Regions from separate parts of the Mus musculus genome. Here regions 1, 3 and 4 are each linked to region 2. The links are chromatin contacts, called in public HiChIP or PLAC-seq and promoter capture Hi-C maps. All regions are on one chromosome and are shown on one strand. The core of a region is the stretch at or near the end of the contact, and the rest is flanking DNA. Distances in the headings are between cores, read along the strand shown.

Region 1 (4,487 bases), core at 580-3,079, 990 kb before region 2:
ATTTAAAAGGCCGGGCAGATCTGCCGGTAGCTTTACTTAACACTGTAAGGCACTAAGTTAAAAAAACAAAAACAAAAAACAAACAGAAGCCATCCCTCTGACCACCACCCTCAACTTGACCTATCTTAAATCAGTTTAAGAGCCTATTACTGAAAATAAAATCAATTAATATACAATTTTCTGCGGGATAAGAATCTGAATTTGCAACTAAAATTCAACTTACTACCGCCGACCATCCCAATCCTCCCTACAAAAGCCAAGTGGTAGGACTTGGACCCCTCAACAAATAGGACCGAGGGGGGAGGACAGGAGAAAAATGGGTCAAGACACAACCTGCAACGCCGCTTGCAAGACAAAAGGACAAGCAAGGAAAAGTCGCCATATTTGAAGCAGGGAGGAAAAAAAAAATCTTTTAACGACACAATCTTCTAGAAAGATAGCATTCAAATGCACTAATGGCTTTTAAAATTATACTCCTGAGTTCCACATTTCCCAACCTTTCCACCCTCTTAGCTGTATCCACCACCCACTAAAAAAGTATCAAGTTAAAATGTTAATCACTTTTGCCTTTAAATAACCTATGCAAGCTGAAACAATCACAAGACATTCTTTACCTCCCCAAATGTTATTGTATGTACTTGTTACTATGATTTTTGCCCTAAATTTAAGTGTCTTGCAATCTTTATTCCTAGATTGCCACCTATTTTAACCACACAATATATCCCAAGCAAATTACATTAAAATAGAGAGGATTTAACAGTCACTTTAAAGACATAGCCAGCTAATATTTCTCTGCCCATCTCCTTACCCTGCAATCTTTATGTACAGATTGCTTATTAATCTGGCAAATTGAAAGGCGTTCTGCTTGTCTCACACACAAAGAAGTGGGACTTCTGGGCCACAAGATCCACCATCTTTTGTATGTGAGCTCATTAACCCTTTTGAAGACTGCTAACCAGAGGAAGGTAACCATTCCTCCTTATTATCGCAAAGGCTTATGCTCTGGCAGTCTGGAAATCTGCTGGATTATCAAGGGTTAACCGTCAAAATCCTCACTGGCTGGCCCTCCCTTCACCCTCTCCCTTGCCTGCTCCACAGCAGGGAAGAGGCAGGTGGTAGGGGAGAGAGAACAAAGACTGTTTAGACCCACAGGACCTTTAATGGAGATTTAAGAGACCCGATTGGTCCTTCTCTCCAGTACTCTACATTTGTTCTATGGTCTCATTTCTTCCTCTCATTATTTTTGGTTTCACAACGGGAAACGTTGATTTCTTGTTCAAGGCTGGTTTTTGAAAATTCGACACTTACTATCCAATTTTTTTGCGACGTCAGCACCTCGGGCTCAGGGGGGAGGGGTAAAATTTTGGAGGAAAAAAAATAAAGCAACCAACCAGGACCCAAACTCAGTTACTTGTGGGGCCTCATTGGATCAAAAAGTCTCTTTTAAAAAAAGTAAAGACCAACTCAGTTTTCATTTCCCCCCCGCCCAACTCCATTTAGGGAGAGGGGGTCGTTGAAAAAAAAAGTCTGAGTGGATTCCAAAACGGAAATGCTGGATGAGTGAGATTGGGTAGGTTTGGGCAGGGAAGGTGGTTGATTATTTTTGAAGTTATGTGGTGACGGTCCTTCGGCCACAGATCTCAAGTCCCAAGCAGCGTGGGCTGGTGGGGTGGGCAAGATAGGTGGGGAGGGGCAGAAGACACGAGTGGTTGGGCTGGTGGCTGATTTCCCTTTCCCCCCTCTCAGGATCCTTTCAAGGGTTTAGATGTTGCTGAGGCTTGTTTGTTTTCCTGATGGCCGGCCTGTCTTTCTCCGAGAAAATTCAACCTGGGGTAAAAGGAACACAAAAGGAGGAAGGTGTAATCAGTACGGGTCGCCTTTAAACGTTTCAAAGTTGTCGCAGGACGCAGCCGCATTAGGGAAAAACGTGGCTGCCCATTAAATCCGAAACCACCCCGTTCCCCCGGCCCGCTCTCGGCAAAACGTTACCCTCCAAAGCGACGGAGCACCCAAACTTACCTCTAAACGAACCCCAGAATGGCGGCCGCCCGCTCGGGCGGAGTCTTTTATACCCGGCCACCGCCCAACGCACCCTAACGTGATGGAGAACCGCCCTCGCCGGGACACATTGTGCGCGAGGCGAACTCTGATTGGCCAGCGTGCGAGCCGGGTCGCCCGCGGATTGGACGTCCCTCCTCCACCTTCCCGAAGCCCCCTTCCCTCGGTTCCCCTCTTCCGTCTCCTTGCTATCACCTCTACGCCAGCGCGTGATCGCCGCGTCCGGCACCTCCCTTTCCTCTGCCTCCACCACTTCCGCTCCGGCGACCCGGGGTCGCCCTCGGTTGGCCGAAACGGCCCGACGCATGCGCACTGGGAGCACCCTGGTTAAAATCGCAATCAAATCTGCTTTCATGTTAGACACTAACCATGGAATCTAGGATTCATCGTGACTGGTCCGGGAGAAATGCAATTTTGAAGGCTGGTTCGATTGTGACGCAGTTTAAATTCGCGTCTGTGGACCCCGCCCCTTGACGCTTCCGCCCTTAGACATGTGAGCAGCCGCCTTCCGCATTGCGGGGCGTGTCCTTGGCCCACCCTAGTGCGTGTCCCGAGCATGCGCAGTCGCTCTTCCGGCAGGCCGTACGTCCGGTGTGCGTCAAGATGGCTGCCCCCTTGCGGCACACGCTTCTAAAGCTGGTTCCTACACTCTTACGAAGTTCCTATGTAGCTCAGGTAAAACGTTGGAGGGGTTTTCTCTACCTCCCCGTGGTGTCTATACTTTCGATCTTCCTTCCATTAGGAGGAGTCAAGGGGCATGGGTTTTCCCACATGTCTACGTGTCAGCCCTGCACCAGCCTCCGTCCCCTACGGCGCGCGATTTCTAACTACCGAGCGTTCGGGTCAGAGCCAGGGTTACGGGTTATCATCGTCGTCTCCCGACTACCATTAGGCAAAAGAACTAAATGGTGGGGTTGCCCCTGTGGAAATGGGCAGTTTGTAACCAGGTCGTTGGTGCCTGAAGTGGCACCCAGGACGTGTTTGGTTTTTTTTTGTTGTTGTTGTTTTTTTTTTAGCAAAGGACCCTATTTTAAGGATTTTCCCCGGTGTTCGGGAGACAGCCCAGGTTGGTCTCATAGGTACTTTCTGAGCTTTCTACCTCTCCCTCCCAGATTATGGAATTAAAAGCAAGTACACTAGTCCTACTCCACCTCGTCACACGTCATTTCCCCATCAGAGCATGCTTGAGATCATTCTGCTCTCTGGATTGAGATTGCCCTTTAGCCTCAGGTACTCACCACCCTGGAGGTTCTCCGCAGGGCAGGGAGGAATAGGAAGGCTTGTCTCGACGCCACTCCCTAAAATGGGACTACAGAGTAGTGACAGAGGTTACCACCGAAGTAATAACAGGCTTGGTGGCTTTAAAGCTAGCGTTAGGACGCAAATTTGTTTTGCTCTGTGGAATGTTGACCTGCAGCATTTTAAGAAACTGATCAGCGCAGCGACTTTGGGGTTTTCTCATCTGTATGAATCATGCCCAGCTCTCCATTATTAATCTTTGTGTTTTCTTTTTATTTATTTATTTTTGGTATTTTGAGACGGGGTTTCTCTGTATAGCCCTGACTGTCCTGGAACTCACTTTGTAGACCAGGCTGGCCTTGAATTCAGAAATCCTCCTGCCTCTGCCTCTCTGCGGAGTGCTGGGACTAAAGGTGTGCGCCACCACGCCCAGCTTTCTTTTCTTTTTTTTTTTTTTTATTAAGAGATTTATTTATTATTATACATAAGTACACCGTAGTTGTCTTCAGACACACCAGAAGGGGTTGTCAGAGCTCATGGGTGGTTGTGAGCCACCTTGTGGTTGCTGGGATTGCTCTTACCCGCTGAGCCATCTTGACAGCCATTATCAATCTTATTTCCAAAAGTTTGGCATTTTTTTCACACCATAACCAACCAGTGCTCATCAAACGCAGATATTTGTATGCCAAGGTTTTTAAATTGTCACATCCCACTAACATCTTTTACCTTGTTGGCTTATCCTGCAGGGTCAGCTTGGGGCCCTAGGTAGAGTGGTTGTCAGTTTAGCATCAACAGAAATGCTACTTTCATAGCAGAAATGCTATTTTCTTGATGAGTTATACTGACATTTTGTGCACACGTTCCAAACTCTGTCCCCAGTGTATGATAAACCAAATAGTTGCAGCCTCTTACTCCCTTTTTAGGTTCCCCTCCAGACTCTTTGCACCAGAGGCCCTCCTGAAGAAGATGCTCCATCCTCGCTTCCCGTTTCCCCATATGAGAGCGAGCCTTGGAAGTACCTGGATTCAGAAGGTGCCTGAGGCTAGGGGAAAGGAGGGGAAGATGCAGCCCGAAGTGTCTAGAGAAGACCCCTTCCACTCTCGCATGCATAAGTAAACTCATCTGGTCTTGATTTCAGAATACCACAACCGCTATGGCTCTCGCCCTGTTTGGGCTGACTACCGCCGCAA
Region 2 (4,513 bases), core at 300-2,799:
AAACATCTCTGTGCCAATATCCACAGAGAGATTCCGGGGTGGGCTCCAGGAAATGCCGTCGTCCTTACTCCAAACCAACATGGTAGAGGCCACCTGGCAGTTGACCTTGTGAGCACAGAGGGTATAGATAAGGAACACTATCCCTGTGTCTACATCGTTCACCACAGCGCCCAGGTTCAGGCCATCGGAGGCCTCCCCATCGTCTACGATGAAGGCTGTAGAGGACCACGTGCTACCTAGAAGAAGAAGAAAAAAAAAAGAGCAGAGAGAAAATTGTACGGGTTGTTGTTTACTTCCTGCCTCTCCCCGGGGACCTCAATGTGGCACCAGAACCATGTTTCTTCTTTCTCTGACATTATTTCCTGCTAATTCCCCTGAGACATAATTCTCATTTTCAGTACCTTGGTTCTTAGTTACAGAAACTATGGACAAAATTCATCCTCTGGTTTCCCTAACTCATTAGGGACTCAAGCCCCAAAGTTCTATCTCTGGGCTGAAGTCATCCTCTGCCCTGGCCTCGGATGCCAGGAGCAGGAAGATCGCTGTGAGCCCCTGACCCCAACCAGCCCAGCAGCTCAGTGGTCCCCGGGGTCTGCTCGGCTCTGCTCCATTGATGAAGGGAACCCCCAACTCCCTACCCCGATCACCCATACAACCCAGCACCCGCTCTTTCCACCCGGGAGCCTTTGTTACCCTGGTCCGTGGACCTCCTCATGGCGATGAACTTGGCCCCCTCATCGGATGCAGATTTTTTCCTGGCCTCAGCGAAGGCCAGGAGCGTGCCCCGAGGGGTGGCTGTGATGAGCGGGATGCGGAAAGTGTCTACAGAGCCGATCTGCTTCCCGCTCACCCACAGCAGCTGCTCCATGGTCACCAGCGGCTGCACCTGCGCAGAAGGACACCTCAATGCAGACAAGCTTCACGAGGTTTAAGGTACCTAAGACCGATAGGTACTGGCTCCAGCCAGGGTTCCCATGAGAGAGGGTAATGGGGAGCCTGAGTAGGGGTGAAGGGTGTCCTAGAACAAGAGGTGGGAGCCCAGAGGATAGTATGGGCCGAACCTGGAGGCTCCTGAGCAAGGAGAGGCTGCGAGGGGAGAAGGAACCTTCAGGGATGAGGGGCAGGACCCCATAACAGTTGAGCCAGGGGCCCAAGGAAGCAAAGGTGTTGGGAGGGGATGGAGGGGCAGGAGTGTCACGCGGAGGGATGGCCGAGCTGGGCAGTGGCCACCTCTGCAGGTGCAGCAAGGCTCACCAGGCTGAAGTCATCCTCTGCCCTGGCCTCGGATTCCGCCGCGGACACCAGGAGCAGGAAGATCGCTGCGAGCCCCTGACCCCGACGGCCCGCCCAATAGCTCAGCGGTCCCCGGGGTCTGGTCGGGTCTGCCCCCACCATAGCTCCCGGCGATCCCTGTCCAGGAACTGGTCACCGGTGGCAAGCCGTCAGCTGACCTCGGCCCTTTAAAAGCGCGCACGTCACTCCGACCCCTCCCCTTGGGGGCCGCAGCCCGCGCTGCCGCGACTCCAATTAGTCCATCAGCATGTGACCCAGAGGCGGCCCCAGTCTGTGTGAGCCTTTTGACTGGCTCTAACGCCAGAACGTGACGAAAGGGGCGGGGCGTGTTTTAAAGCAACCGGCGGCTATGAAAGGCACTGACCCCTTGTGGAAGAGACAGGTTAGGGATGGCATATGACTCAGTTGGTAGAGTACCTTCCTAGTTTGTATGAGTCCCTAGGGTTGGGAAGCCCCACTCCTAGCTGAGGAGATCTTGGCAGTTGATGGCTGCTAGGGGAGAGAAAGGCACTTTTCTTTAGGAGTGTGCCCATGGTACCCCACGTCCCAGTGGATGACCCCAATGCCCTTAAGCACATGACTAACACTGATTAGAATCACTAGGTTAAAAATAATAAGCAGCTGGGCGTGGTGGCGCACGCCTTTAATCCCAGCACTTGGGAGGCAGAGGTAGAGGCAGGCAAATTTCTGAGTTCGAGGCCAGCCTGGGCTACACAGAGAAACCCTGTCTTGAAAAGCTAAAAAAAAAAAAAAAAAAAAAAAGCGACGAATGAATGAAAAAAGAGCCACCCTCCTTCCTGAGTTCTAAGCCAGCCTGGTCTACAGAGTGAGTTCTAGGATAGCCAGGGCTACACAGAAAAATTCTGTCTCTAAACAGACACAGATAACTTGGAAATTCCAGTGCTCCTGCCTGTACCTCCCAAGTACCGATTACAGGCATGTGTCCCAGCCCTGCTTATGCTATAGACAGAATCCGGGGACCCTTCCATGCTAGGCAAACTCTACCAGCTGAGTTACACCCCAGTCTCCTGGCCTCAGTCACCGAACAAGTTTTTCTTACTGGGTATTGAATCGTGTGATAGCAATTTGGATTTTAATTAAAAAAAAAAAAAAAGGAAGCAAGTTTTCACTGAAAATAAAGCCATAAACTTATCAAGAATATAAAATATTAGTCTTTAATAAAATCTGTTTTCTACAAAATCGTGATTCTCAAGGCATTGACGGCAGGGCTTCTGTACAGGAGGGCTGCATTTCCAGGTCACGATGAGTCTCTCACTTCTTCCTGGTCTTTCCCCCTGTAGGTGCCTCATTCTTCTTGCCCAGAATCTTCAGGAGTGCCTTGGGCATGTAGTAAGGCCGCTCCTGGGAACCATCATTTCTCTCCAGGTCCTCGACTGAGAGGCAAAGTAGATCCGTCAGGGTGGATCCTGATAATGGCACCCCACTGTACCCCAAAATAATCTGGGGTGTATAAACCAAACATCCTGGTTTCCTGTCCGGGCCACTTCAGGCAGTTTGATACAACTTCCCTGGCTGGCTGTAGACCAGGCTGTATAACCTGTTTTTCTCACACAAAGTGGGATAAATAACTGTATATGTCATAGGGTGATAACAAGACAAAAAAAAAAAAAAATCACATGCCAGACCATCATGGTGGCTTTCTCTGTAATCCCGACATTTAGAATGTGGACATGGGAGGACTTAGACTACAAAGGCCCCTGAGGTCTCCACAGCACAACTCTGTCTTGAGAATGGTTGCGCATATCCATGATTCTATTGCTTGGGAGGCAAAGGCCAGGAGATTGGTTTGAGTTAGATCTAGCCTAGTCTATATAGTAGGAGCTAGCCAAGAATACATAGAGAGGCCTGATGTAAATAAATAAAATTGAAGCAACAAGCAAAACCCATAAAACAATAAAATATTCATGTCCACTGCTTAGTGCATGGCTGGGGGACTGCTACCGAGGTAGGGCCATTCCTGCTTCTCAGGCCCAAGGCTCTGGCTTCTATATCATGGTCACCATTGTCACCAGGTCAAAAAACACAAGAATTCCAGCACTTGGGGGCTGAGGTAGGAAGATCATGACTTTGAGTCAGCCTTAGCTATAGACTTAGTTCCGGGTCAGTCTGTACTATAGTCTGTTCCTGTCTCACCCCTATGCATGACCCCCCCCCCCAAAAAAAAAAACCTAAGTAAAAACCACACACTCTGACTACCTCCTAGGAAGTGTTAAACTCAGGCCTCCGTCTGAGAAGTTTCCCCTGTCTGAGAATGCCCAGGGTGTATTCCCTTCTTTCCTTCCTAAACCTCTAGCCTTAGAATGTCTGAAGACATTCCCTCTGGCTCCTTTAGCTCACAAAGCTACAAGCAACCAGTCTCTAAAAGAAGCCTGGAGGCCTAAGAGCTTGAGGGTGGGTGGAGGGTTGGGGGAGGGGGGCACTCACGGAAGCAGAGGAAGAGCGTATCTACACACATTCCAAAGACGCTGAAGAAGCCACTGGCAATGACGTAGGCTCCCATGATGGAGGTCTGCAAGAGACAAGACTGATTGGGAGCCCTAGGCTCCTCTGGGGATGTGGGTGGGGCAGAGAGAGGTGTCACTCACCATGATGGGCAGCCAATAATAGTTGAGGTTGGGGTTCTCAAAGTCTTTCCCCAGCCCCTTGATACGACCGGAGAAAAAGAAGAAGGACAGAACGCCTGTGGGAAAGAGTCCTGCGGTCAGTGCTGTTCTTCTGAGGACCCCCCCTTCGTGCACCCCAGGGGGCACCTGACCCCGTAAACCCTGGTCTTGACCCTTACCGACACCTCCAACCACCAGCAGCTTCCCAAAGAACAGCAGCAGATCAGTGACTTTATCCAGGACGACGACCCTACATAGAAGTCAGGACAGACTGGGGTGAGGGTGCTGGCAGGTGATGGCATGGTACTGGACCAAGCACAGGACATTTCTGAGACCAGCTTTGGGATGGGAGAAGTGGGTGGGAGACCCCACTGGGGCATGGCGGTCTGACCTGAGAACATTCCTCATGAGCAGCATGAAGGCATTTTTGGCCGAGACACAAAAATTCTTTCCATAGATGGCGATCTGTGAGGAGCAGGGAAGGTCTGAGCCACACCTCTGGTGAGCTTGCCCGAGTGATGGTGGAGCCCGGGCTGAGGGACACAGAGCCAGGGACGGATGGAGGTTTTGCTCACCATGATGTAGGCATTGCGGTT
Region 3 (5,017 bases), core at 831-3,330, 840 kb after region 2:
GTCTGGGCCACTCCCTTAGTGATGGGCTGGCTGTTGCGCAGCCAGGTGACATTGATCACAGGCGGGAAGATATCATCCACGATGCAGATGAGGACGTTGGGCTTTCCGAGCTCCACACGAGTCTTGGGGAGAACGGTCACTCTGGGAGGCACTAGGAGGAATGAGAACCTAAATCCCAAAGTCCCGTCCCTCACAGCTCTTGGTCTTACTAGAGCCGAGATTAAGGGATACTTCCTCCCGTGTGGCCACCTGCAGAAACGTTCTGGGATCTTCCTGGGGCAGGAGGGGAGGGGAGGGCAGGATTCTGAAGAGGGGTTGGGGATTCTGTCCATCACCTTCCCTGCCTAGTTAGGTGGGGTGGAGGGAGGGCCAGGTACCGCTGACAGCTCTGGTTCGGTTGGAGCGTTCCACCAAGATGTCCAGATGAGCTTTGATCATGGAAATGCTCATCAGCCCACTCTGAAAGTCCGAGTGGGCGAAGTCTCCAAACTCAGGCAGACGCCACACGACCTCCTCGTTCTTCAGATCCACGGAGAAAATTTGTTCCCCGTCAAATTCGTGTGTGAACTGTCCAGAAGCGTCGTAAGATTGGTAGAAGGCCGGTCCATAGGAGCCCATGTGGTCGGCTGTATTGGGTGAGGGAAGGATGGGAGCTGAGAGAAGCATGTCTCAGCTTCTGAGTCTCAGCCTGGTCTCATCCTGGGCTGTGGGGTGAGGACAGCCCTGCAAAGCCATAGCAGCCCCTTGAAAAGTTCCAGAGACACGAAAGGGGGAGGGCAGAGGGGGCGTGGCCACTGCATGCATGGGTGGAGCTGACAAAGCAGGCTGGGAAAAGGAGAGACAGCCCACAGGAGATGGTGTCAGGTTTCCAGGCCTCCATCATCTGCTGTAGCTGTAGAGGCAGCCACCCTGTCAGACCTTGTGTGTAAGATGGTAAATTTGGGGCGAGGAGGAAATGGTTAAGGGGAAGCACTGAAGGGAGCTTTTGGGAAAGAAAGCTAGCATAGGAGTGGGTGAGGGACAGTGACAGACAGGAGCATGATGTAATAATATCCATGATCCAGAGACCAGGGTGAGGAAAAGGGCCGCTTTCCACAAGCCAGGCATGACAGCACATCCCTACAACCCCAGCACAGAGAGGGTAGAGACAGAAAGATCAGAAGTTCAAGACCAGCGTGGGCTGCCTAGTTCAATGAAACTCTGCCTCATTAACACATGGAGGGAGAGAGAAGTTCCCAAAGTATTGTAAGATAACACAGGACATAAAGTCAGGAGTTCAATCCTGGCAGCAGCAACGGCGCACTTGAGAGGCAGAGGCAGGCAGATTTCTGAGTTTGAGGCCAGCCTGGTCTACAGAGTAAGTTCCAGGACAGCCAGGGCTACACAGAGAAACCCTGTCTCAAAAAGCCAATTTAATAAAGAAACAAACAAACAAACAAACACCCCAAGATTCAAACTTTACATTCCACCTTCCATCTGGGAGTGTTGATTAATAGGTCTCACCCTCGACAAAGTGCTGTTTCCTGGTGTCAGGGCTACATTTCCACTGACTCTTTCAGAGCTCTACACTTCTGAGGAATGTAAGGGACTGTCATGAGCCCAGCGTGACAGAAAACAAACGGGGAAAACCAAAACACTGCAACAAAGCTGGATGAGAACTGCTTGTTGCAGCCAGGAAGTGGTTCAGGAGCCAGGGTGCTCTGCAGTGAGGCGGGTGAGGGCACGGATCTCAGAAAAGAGGAAGAGCTGAGGGGGGCTCTGAATGTAAAAGAAGCCCAGAAGAGACCCAGCCTCAGCCCAGTGGTTAGGCCCACAATGGAGGTGGCAGGGATTTGTCTGCAGGTGGAGGGAGTTGCCATATACCCGACACAGAGAGAGACACTTTCCCCTGTGCTGTACTCTCCCACTCCCAGGTGTCCCCAGCACTTACCCTTGATGGCCCTTACTCCTCGGGGACTCAGGAAGCTCATTGCGGTTAGGAGTACCGGGACCAGCTCCACAAAAAGGACCATTGCTGGGGTGAGTGGCTCTAACAACGTCTGTTTGGGAAGCAAGGGAGCAAGATCGAGGTAAAAAGAAACAGAGTCCAGGTTAGGGGAAGACCCTTGCGGTAAGCAGCCAATCAGAGCAGTTCTCTGAGATAATGGGTTTGTTGCTGGGCAAGGAAGTAAAGAGTCTGGGTGAGAAGGTGGAGAGTGGAGGCCATGGGTCATCTGTCACTTCACCTTTCAAGAAGGGGCTTCAGGAAGGAGCAGAGAAGTCACAGAGCACCAAATGGCTATGCTGGGCAAAGCCTCCATCTGGTCCATGATAGAACCTGATTTTTCCTGTGGGTCCCTCTGGAAATTTTGGGGGGTAAAATATAAAACAAAACACACTAAGAACTTTTAAAGGGAGATCATTGGATATAATAAATCACAGCATAGAAACTCTTATATTTGTAAATCATTTTCAAAAACATTATTTTATTTTATCTGTAAGGAAGACTGTGTAACGGCTGAAGATGCTCCCCCTGAAGGAACACTACAGGCAGTTCCTACAAGTGACATGGGGTGGGCAGAGGACATTGGTGGTCTCCATTTGTCCCTTCTAGTCCCCAGACACCCTCTTGCACGCTGGCCAGAGGTTGACCAGGGTCCGCATGCACCTAGCGTTTGCCTATTGGTGAACTCAGCCAATGGCTGGCACTGGAAGGACTCAGTCAATACAGTAAATAGAGAGATTCAGGCCACGCCTTTAATGCCAGCACTCTGGAGGCTGAGGCAGGTGAATCTCTATGAGTTCAATGGCAGCCTGGTTTACACAGTAAGTTCCAGGCCAGCCAGGCTACATAGAGAAACTTTGTCTCAAAAAAGAGAAAGGAAATAGAAATGGGTAAAGAGAACTTCCATCAAACTTGTGGCAGCCATCTTCCAAAGAGGCTGAAATCAAGGGTTTTCAAGCTTGACGCTGTCTGAGAAGTCTGCGACTTTGGCTCCAGCGAGTTGCTTTGGCTCAGTGAAGTTTGTAACAAATACTCGTTCCGGGTGCTGCGGAGGTGGCTCTGTGGGTAAAGTGCTTGCCACACAAGCACAAGGACGTGAGTTTGGATTCCCAACACACCGAAAAAGCCAGGCATGGTGGCACATGTCTGTAAACCCTCAGCCGTGGCGGGGCAGAGACAGGGAGATCCGTGTAACTGGCTAGCCAGCCAGTCTAGCCAAACAGGTGAGCTCTAGGGCTTTAGGGTCAGCAGCAGAGCCATCTCAAAAGATGCAGTGGGTGGGCAGGCTGGGAAATACTCAGCCTTAAAATCCCACGCTGCTCTGCCAGAGGACCAGAGTTTGGGAAACAGCGCCCTCAAGAGGCTGCTCACGACATTCTGTAACTGCAACTCCAGGGGACACAGTGTACTCTCTGCAGATGTCTGCATGAATGAGGGGACCTACTCACAGCCTTGGTCCAGCCCTGAACCAAGTCTCTCTTCCAGTGACAGTGCAGCTGGAGTCCCAGGTCAGCGGGGCAAGAGGTGGGTATGTCTTAGAGAAACCATGGCTACCTCGGTGGCTTCTCTGTTTAGTAATGGCTGAATAGAGAGGAGTGATTTTGAGATGGGGTCACCCAGCAACTCATCAAGGGAGGCTGCCCAAGTGCGTTTTTATTTCTAAATACGTGAAGGCTTTTGAGCCAGGAGTCCCAGTCCACACCCATAATCTCAGCACGGAACAGGCGGAGGAAGATCGCACAAATATAAGACTAGGTTCTGTCTCAAAAAACATATCAAGATGGACTGGAGAGATGGCCCAGAGGTTAAAAGCACTGGCTGCTCTTCCAGAGGTCCCAGGCTTGGCTCTTCATACCCACATGGTGTCCTACAACTATCTGTAACCCCAGTTATCAGAAATTCAGTGGTCCACAGACATGCATGCAGGCAACACACCATGTACAACAAAGAAATACATCTTTTTAAAAATAAGACAACAGGATGAAATAACAGTAAAAAATGTGAGCCCCCTGGCCACTGCCCCTCAAAGTGAATTGCAGACTTAATAAATCTGTTTTCTGCCTGAAAAATGGAAATTTTGTTCTGCTTTGAGGTTTTTTGTTGTTGTTATTTGTTTGTTTTTAATTTTTTACATTTATCTATTTTGAGACAGGATTTCTTTGTGTAGCTCTGGCTGCCTGGAACTCACTCTGTAGACCATGCTAGCCTTGAATTCACAGATACCTGCCTGCCTCTACCTCCTGATCGCTGGGACAAAAGCTGTGTGCCACCACTGCCCTCCTTTTCTTCTTCCTCTTCCTCCTCTTCCTCCTTCCTCTTCTTTTTTTTTGGGGGGGGGTTTGAGACAGGGTTTCTCTGTATAGCCCTGGCTGTCCTGGAACTCACTTTGTAGACCAGGCTGGCCTCGAACTCAAAAATCCGCCTGACTCTGCCTCCCAAGTGCTGGGATCAAAGGCGTGTGCCACCATCCTCTTTCTAAAAACATATTTTCTGTGCACTGGTGTTTTGCCTGCATACATGTCTGTGTGAGGGCGTCAGATCCCCTTAAACTGGAGTTGCAGACAGTAGTGAGCTGCTATGTGGGTGCTGGGAGCTGAACCAGGTTCTGTGGGTTCTGGCAGCCAGGGCTCCTCTTCAGCCCCTGAGTCCTCCTCCTAACACCATGGTATGTTTTACTGTCAGTCACCTTTGACCCCTGACCTCTGACTTTGGGTGAACCAAGCTTTTCCCGCTCTCCCATGAGCTCAGGATCATCACAGGGCATACAGATTCACAGCGTGGGGTTCATCTGCAGGGTAAAAATCACAGCTTTTTAAAAATGTAAACTGAAATCATATTTCCAAACTGAAGGAAGCACAGGCTGCCGAGTCTTTCTGCCACCCAGAGACTGAGCCGACTTTCTTAGATTTCATAACTCTGTCCACAACACTTTGACCTCAGGCGTCATGAATAAGAATATTAGCATCCACAAGGAGCGAGGATTTTTCTTGTTTCCATTTCCAGTTGTAAATAAAAAAACGGTCAAGCTAGGCA
Region 4 (4,947 bases), core at 1,251-3,750, 740 kb after region 2:
AACATACAGGAAGTCTTGGATATAGAGAAAGGATCTCATGTAGCCTAGGGTAGCCTCAGATTGACTATGTAGCTGAAAGACTTTGAACTTTGACCTCTAGGTCCTGCCTCCATCCCCCAAGTGTTGGAATTACCACACCCCATCCATATGGTTCTGAGGATCCAGCCTGGGCATGTGTGTGTGGACATGTTTGGGGGGGGGGGGCAGTCGAGAGCGTGTGTGGCGGTATAGAGATTATAGCATACAAGTGAAAAGGTTTCATGAGAGACCTGCTGGGTTCTTCAGGAAAAACCCTGTCTCCTGGCGAAGGACGGCCCGAAACACCTCTCTGTGCACACGGCCGTGCATGTGTCCCATGGTGATGTTGTAGATTCCATCACTTGCAAACTCCAGCGCTGTGCTAGAGTCAGAGACACGGGAGGATCAGTTGTCTCCTTCCTGAGACAGAGTCCCAGATCCCCACAGAAGTGTAACTTAAATGACAGTCCCAACAGCCAGTCCCCTCTGCTCTGGGACCCCCATTCCCATCCTCCACACCTGGCTATGGTGAGAATGGACATGAGCCATATGTTGCGGGTGAAGCTAGGAACTGTCTTATCCTGAAGAATCCAGTCAGTGATGCGGCCCGTGAAGAAGGGAATGGCCATTTCCCCTGGGGAGAGAGGAGAGACACCTCAGTCACAAACATTATGAGCAAACTACCCGCAACTTCTGCCCCTCTCCCTTCACCACTATCCAGGAAGCTGAGCTCCCAGACCCAAGCCTGTTCACAGACCCAAGCCTGCTCGGCTACATCAAACTTCTCAAGGGCTACTTGAGGGCGGTTAGCAGACCTTGGGGGCACAGGCTGTTAATCCCAGCACTCCAAGTAGAAGCGAGCAGATCTCTCTGGGTTTGAGACCAACCTGGGCTACATAATGAATTCCAGAAGAGCCAAAGCTACAAAGAAAGACCCTATCTCAAAAAGGAAAGAATAGAAAAGAGGGGAAGGGGGAGGGGAGGGGAGGGGAGGGGAGGGGAGGGGAGGGGAGGGGAGGGGAGGGGAGGGGAGGGGAGGGGAGGGGAGGGGAGGGGAGGGCAGGGGAGGGGAGAGGAGAGGAGAGGAGAGGAGAGGAGAGGAGAGGAGAGGAGAGGAGAGGAGAGGAGAGGAGAGGAGAGGAGAGGAGAGAGAAGAGGAGAGGAGAAGATGGCGGTGTGGAAAGAAACCTTCACATTTGGGCTATGATGTGAAGTTCTGCTCCCAGAAGACCCTGTCCCCAACGCCCTTGTCTGGACCCCTTCTCGGGCCTGGGTCCTTCTCTTTCCGCCTAAGTTGCCTCCTTAGTGTCTCTGACGCTTCCCGGGACTACTTTACTCTCCCTTTCTGCCTGGAATGCCCATTGCCCTGTCCCCTGTGGCCTGCTCTTTCACCCAGTCTCCCTTACCAAGGCAAGAGAGAATCAAGAGAACCAGAACCAGGTAGAGACGTCTCTTCTTAGGGCCCAGGAAGCCCAGCATCCGACACAGCATGTCTCCAGCGTCCCTGTTGCCGCTGGGCGCCCAGAGGCTCCCCAACTTGTGCCACAGGGCGGCTGCGGGCAATGCTGCCACATAACTGATAGCGAAGGCATCTGGACGACTGTTCCAGTACAGTAATCCAGCGCTGTCACCCTCCCGGAGTGTTCCCCAGGCGGCCAGCTCTCGGAACAAGGCAAGTCCAGGCAGGGCCAAACTCAGTGCGGCCACCAGCGGCTGCAAAGCAGCCAGCCAGCCATGGGCTCCTGCGGTGACCCCGAGGACCCCGCGGACCCCTAGTCCTAGGATGGCCCAGCGACTCAGGCCCACCACCCAGACCCGGAGCAGCGGCACCTCGGGAACCAACAGGGAGAAGATTCCCGGGAGCATGGGCCGCAGCAGCAGCCAGTCCACCAGAAGGAGCAGGGCGGCCGCCAGCCAGACGTGCGCAGCCATCGAGCGTGAGCTGTCCAGAGTCTGGTCCTAGCCTGGGACTCTCGACGTCCGCGCTGCACAGGAGTCTCCGTGGGGAAGGAAGAAGGGCGGGTCCGAGGGCGTGCGCGTAAAGTCCCGGGAACCCGCTCGAGCTGGTGGAGCTGACTAGAAGTGCTGGCGTTTAGAGGAAGAAGAAACCGAAAGCCGACCTCGAATCACTAGACACGCCTCCTTCTGAGACTGGCTTGCTCAGGCTGTTCTGGAAGCTGCCGCTGAAGCTGTAGTTGGAGTTCTGCCTAGCAGCCCTGGCCTGTCGTGTTCTTCTCCATGAATCTCATTCTCCTCTTCTTCCCCAGCCCCCTTAACTTGCTTGCGTGAATTTTCCCATCCCAGGCCCCACCCCAGATTGAGGGCAGGACCCTCTGTCGTCACCTGTCTCTGGGCAGATTTGCCCTGCTCAGGTTTGCTCTGGGCGCCAAATGCTGGTAGAACGGCACGCCCCTTGCGCGATGATGGGGCGGGGCCTCAGTCTGCAAGTTGCCTGCACCGCGCGCAGCCGCTGATTGGAAAGCCGAGCCCCGCTCTGCTGAGATGCTGCGGGCAGGAGCACCTACCGCCGGCTCGTTCCGGACGGAAGAAGTCCACACCGGGGTAATGGGTCTCGGGGTGAGAGTCAGCGGGTGGAGTGATCAGGGACCCCTAAAGCTCTGGAAGTAAACCAAGAGACTTAGGAAGCTTGTAGCGCCCAGCGCTTGCGCTCCACAGTGAACGTAGGGTATCCCTGCTCAGAAGTGTGGTGTCCAGGGGTCTGTGGAGGGATCCGCATGCGAAGCTGGTGAGAAGGTGCGTTCTTTGGCTTGAGCTGGAAGCGTCTAAGGGAAGTTGCTCCAAAGCGCTTTCGCTTTCACTCTAGACTGCGCAGTTGGGGTTACTGGCTAAATCAAGTGAGGGGCTTGGGGACCCCTGCAAAAGAGGTGCTGAGGTGTCCTGGATGAAGCACCTGAGAGAAGGTAATATGGAGGCTCACTGAAAAGGACCTACCTACACATCATACAGATCTTTGCTTAACCTAGCCCCAGACAGCCCCCACCCTGAGTGAGGACAAGCTCTCTGGCGCCAGGATTGAGGGGGAGATGGGGATGATCGGTGGTCCTCCTTGTTCCAGGTGCTGCCCTGCAGCACACTCCACCCCACCCTGTCCCAACACCGTCATTCCCATGCTTGCCTGAGAACTTTGCCCAGACCTAGGAGCTGGGAAGATGGCAGCTGGTTTCTGCTCTCTAAAAGCCACCAACCACAGTGTTAACATGGTGTGGAGGAACAAAGTGGACATTTCTGGCCTTTTACTTGTGCTCAGAAAGCACACTCGCGGGCAGGGTCCCCGGAGATCAGAACGACATGGAGTGGACAGAAAGGTTGGAAAAAGTCTCCCTCGCTGCCACGGAGCTGTGGGACTTAGAAATCAAATCAATCAAGGGTTCAGAGTGAGACCTGAGTCAACTTGGGAAGCTCATTCGTCTCCATAAGTCAGTTTTCTCAGTGCACCCAAGGGTCTCCTAAGGTGCCTTTTAACCTAGAAGGTGTGGGGGAAGTAGATGTGTCTACCCTCCTTCACTTATCCGTAATTCTTTCCTTGACCTGGAAAAACTCTGCTATCCAGAAGTCCTTTCCCCTGGCTGCAGAGACTTCGCTTAAGTGAAATTTGTGCCCTACCTGAAGGATCCTTGCTGCTTCTGTGTCTCGACTCCTGGCCATGTTAACCCCCGGCCTCTCTGTGTCCCTTGTTCAGTAACACTAAGGCTCCCCTTCTGATAAAGTAAGGTTGCAGGTGGGGGATCCAGGACCAGGAAAGACCTGGTCTTGTGTCACAGTAATTCACAGTAATGATGCATGTGGTACGCAATTCACAAGCAGCGGGGCCGGTTTCCTGGGCCTTCCTCTCAGTTCTTGCTCTCCTCATGCAGATTGTGTCTGCCTCCAGGAACCATCCTTGCTTTTCAGGGTGACCTTGAGTCGGTCACCTCCTGCATGGACATTTTCTCCTCCTTAAGATGGAGGCTCAAGACGCTCCTAGCTCTGACTTTTCGTACTGTCTCTCTGCAGACAACCATCATGGCAGTGGAGTTTGACGGGGGTGTCGTGGTGGGCTCTGATTCCCGGGTGTCAGCGGGGTGAGTAGTGTCAAAGGCCCGTGTGTTGGAGGGAAGCTGGTGGCCCTAAGTGCACATTTTTCTTGCCCACTTCTGAGGAGTATGATAACCTTCCAAGAAATGAAGCTGATCTTTCCAAAAAAGTATCATAATGCATTGATGGAGAGGCGTCTGGGCCTCTGAATCCATGGCATTCATGAATATTTTGTAGCTTGATGGACATAAAGAAATAGTATCTCGGAGGGACACGGGTAGGTTGTAGATGGACTGTGTTATCTGCAGTTAGGATAAAAGATAAATGGTGGTTTTCTGAAGCAGTTATCTCACTCATTTGCCTGAGTTTGAAGTAAGTTTGATTGGTCTCCCGTCCTGGCTAGTTTGCTCACACACAAGTCAGACTGGGATGACATCCATGCTGTTTCTGCCATGTTCCATAGAACCACCGTTGCCCCTCAAAGTGATGAACTGCAAGGAAATTCTGGAAAGAGGCAATTTTTTTCTCTTGTTTCACTTTTTGTTTTTAGAGACAGGGTTTCTCTGTGTAGCCCTGGCTGTCCTGGAACTCACTTTGTAGACCAGGCTGGCCTCGAACTCAGAAATCCGCCTGCCTCTGCCTCCCAAGTGCTGGGATTAAAAGCGTGAGCCACCACTGCCTGCCATAGAAGCACACTTTTCTTGCCTAGGTGTTCTTTTGTTGTTTTGTTATAAAAAAAAAAAATAAGTCTTTAAAAGTCTAATATTTTGGGTCTGGAGAGATGGCTCAGTGGTTAAGAGCACTGCTCTTCCTTACCACCCGGGGTTCAATTTCCAGCACCCACATGGCAGCTCACAACTGTCTGTAACTCCAGTTCCAGGGGAGCTGACACCC

What was found. Promoter capture Hi-C pulls out the DNA fragments that hold promoters and counts their contacts. HiChIP or PLAC-seq counts read pairs in DNA pulled down with a chosen protein or histone mark.
Region 1: a contact with region 2 is called in a FOXA1 HiChIP or PLAC-seq map of pancreatic cancer cells. The contact joins the promoter of Ppp1r10 here to the promoter of Neu1 in region 2. A contact is called at or near these places in 1 of 115 datasets of contacts at active chromatin or transcription factors (pancreatic cancer cells) and 1 of 9 other capture datasets (adipose tissue).
Region 3: a contact with region 2 is called in a promoter capture Hi-C map of liver, with 3 times the contacts expected there. The contact joins the promoter of H2-Oa here to the promoter of Neu1 in region 2. A contact is called at or near these places in 5 of 39 promoter capture datasets (hippocampal neurons, liver, maxillary cranial neural crest and 2 more).
Region 4: a contact with region 2 is called in an H3K4me3 HiChIP or PLAC-seq map of craniofacial prominence, with 4 times the contacts expected there. The contact joins the promoter of Psmb9 here to the promoter of Neu1 in region 2. A contact is called at or near these places in 4 of 39 promoter capture datasets (the 3T3-L1 cell line, embryonic stem cells, liver and 1 more), 3 of 115 datasets of contacts at active chromatin or transcription factors (bone marrow-derived macrophages, craniofacial prominence and microglia) and 1 of 9 other capture datasets (adipose tissue).

What each region holds. Positions count from the first base shown.
Region 1 is chr17:35,914,538-35,919,024 of GRCm38.p6, reverse strand. It overlaps Ppp1r10 (protein phosphatase 1, regulatory subunit 10), which reads right to left and starts at 1,829. Exons shown (of 19, transcript NM_001163818.1): 1 at 1,309-1,829. It overlaps Mrps18b (mitochondrial ribosomal protein S18B), which reads left to right and starts at 2,585. Exons shown (of 7, transcript NM_025878.2): 1 at 2,585-2,733; 2 at 4,221-4,329; 3 at 4,436-4,487. The coding sequence starts at 2,662. Mir1894 (microRNA 1894) reads right to left here and starts at 1,136; the gene lies at 1,056-1,136.
Region 2 is chr17:34,928,289-34,932,801 of GRCm38.p6, reverse strand. It overlaps Neu1 (neuraminidase 1), which reads right to left and starts at 1,549. Exons shown (of 6, transcript NM_010893.3): 1 at 1,255-1,549; 2 at 694-886; 3 at 1-236. The coding sequence starts at 1,395. It overlaps Slc44a4 (solute carrier family 44, member 4), which reads right to left. Exons shown (of 21, transcript NM_023557.3): 16 at 4,493-4,513; 17 at 4,309-4,382; 18 at 4,097-4,167; 19 at 3,900-3,994; 20 at 3,739-3,823; 21 at 2,366-2,687. The coding sequence ends at 2,566.
Region 3 is chr17:34,089,442-34,094,458 of GRCm38.p6, reverse strand. It overlaps H2-Oa (histocompatibility 2, O region alpha locus), which reads right to left and starts at 2,080. Exons shown (of 5, transcript NM_008206.2): 1 at 1,931-2,080; 2 at 378-626; 3 at 1-151. The coding sequence starts at 2,012. BC051537 (cDNA sequence BC051537) reads left to right here. Exons shown (of 5, transcript NR_046183.1): 3 at 1,914-2,019.
Region 4 is chr17:34,184,883-34,189,829 of GRCm38.p6, reverse strand. Psmb9 (proteasome (prosome, macropain) subunit, beta type 9 (large multifunctional peptidase 2)) reads left to right here and starts at 2,500. Exons shown (of 6, transcript NM_013585.2): 1 at 2,500-2,580; 2 at 4,033-4,100. The coding sequence starts at 2,521. Tap1 (transporter 1, ATP-binding cassette, sub-family B (MDR/TAP)) reads right to left here and starts at 2,274. Exons shown (of 11, transcript NM_013683.2): 1 at 1,425-2,274; 2 at 538-652; 3 at 270-400. The coding sequence starts at 1,950.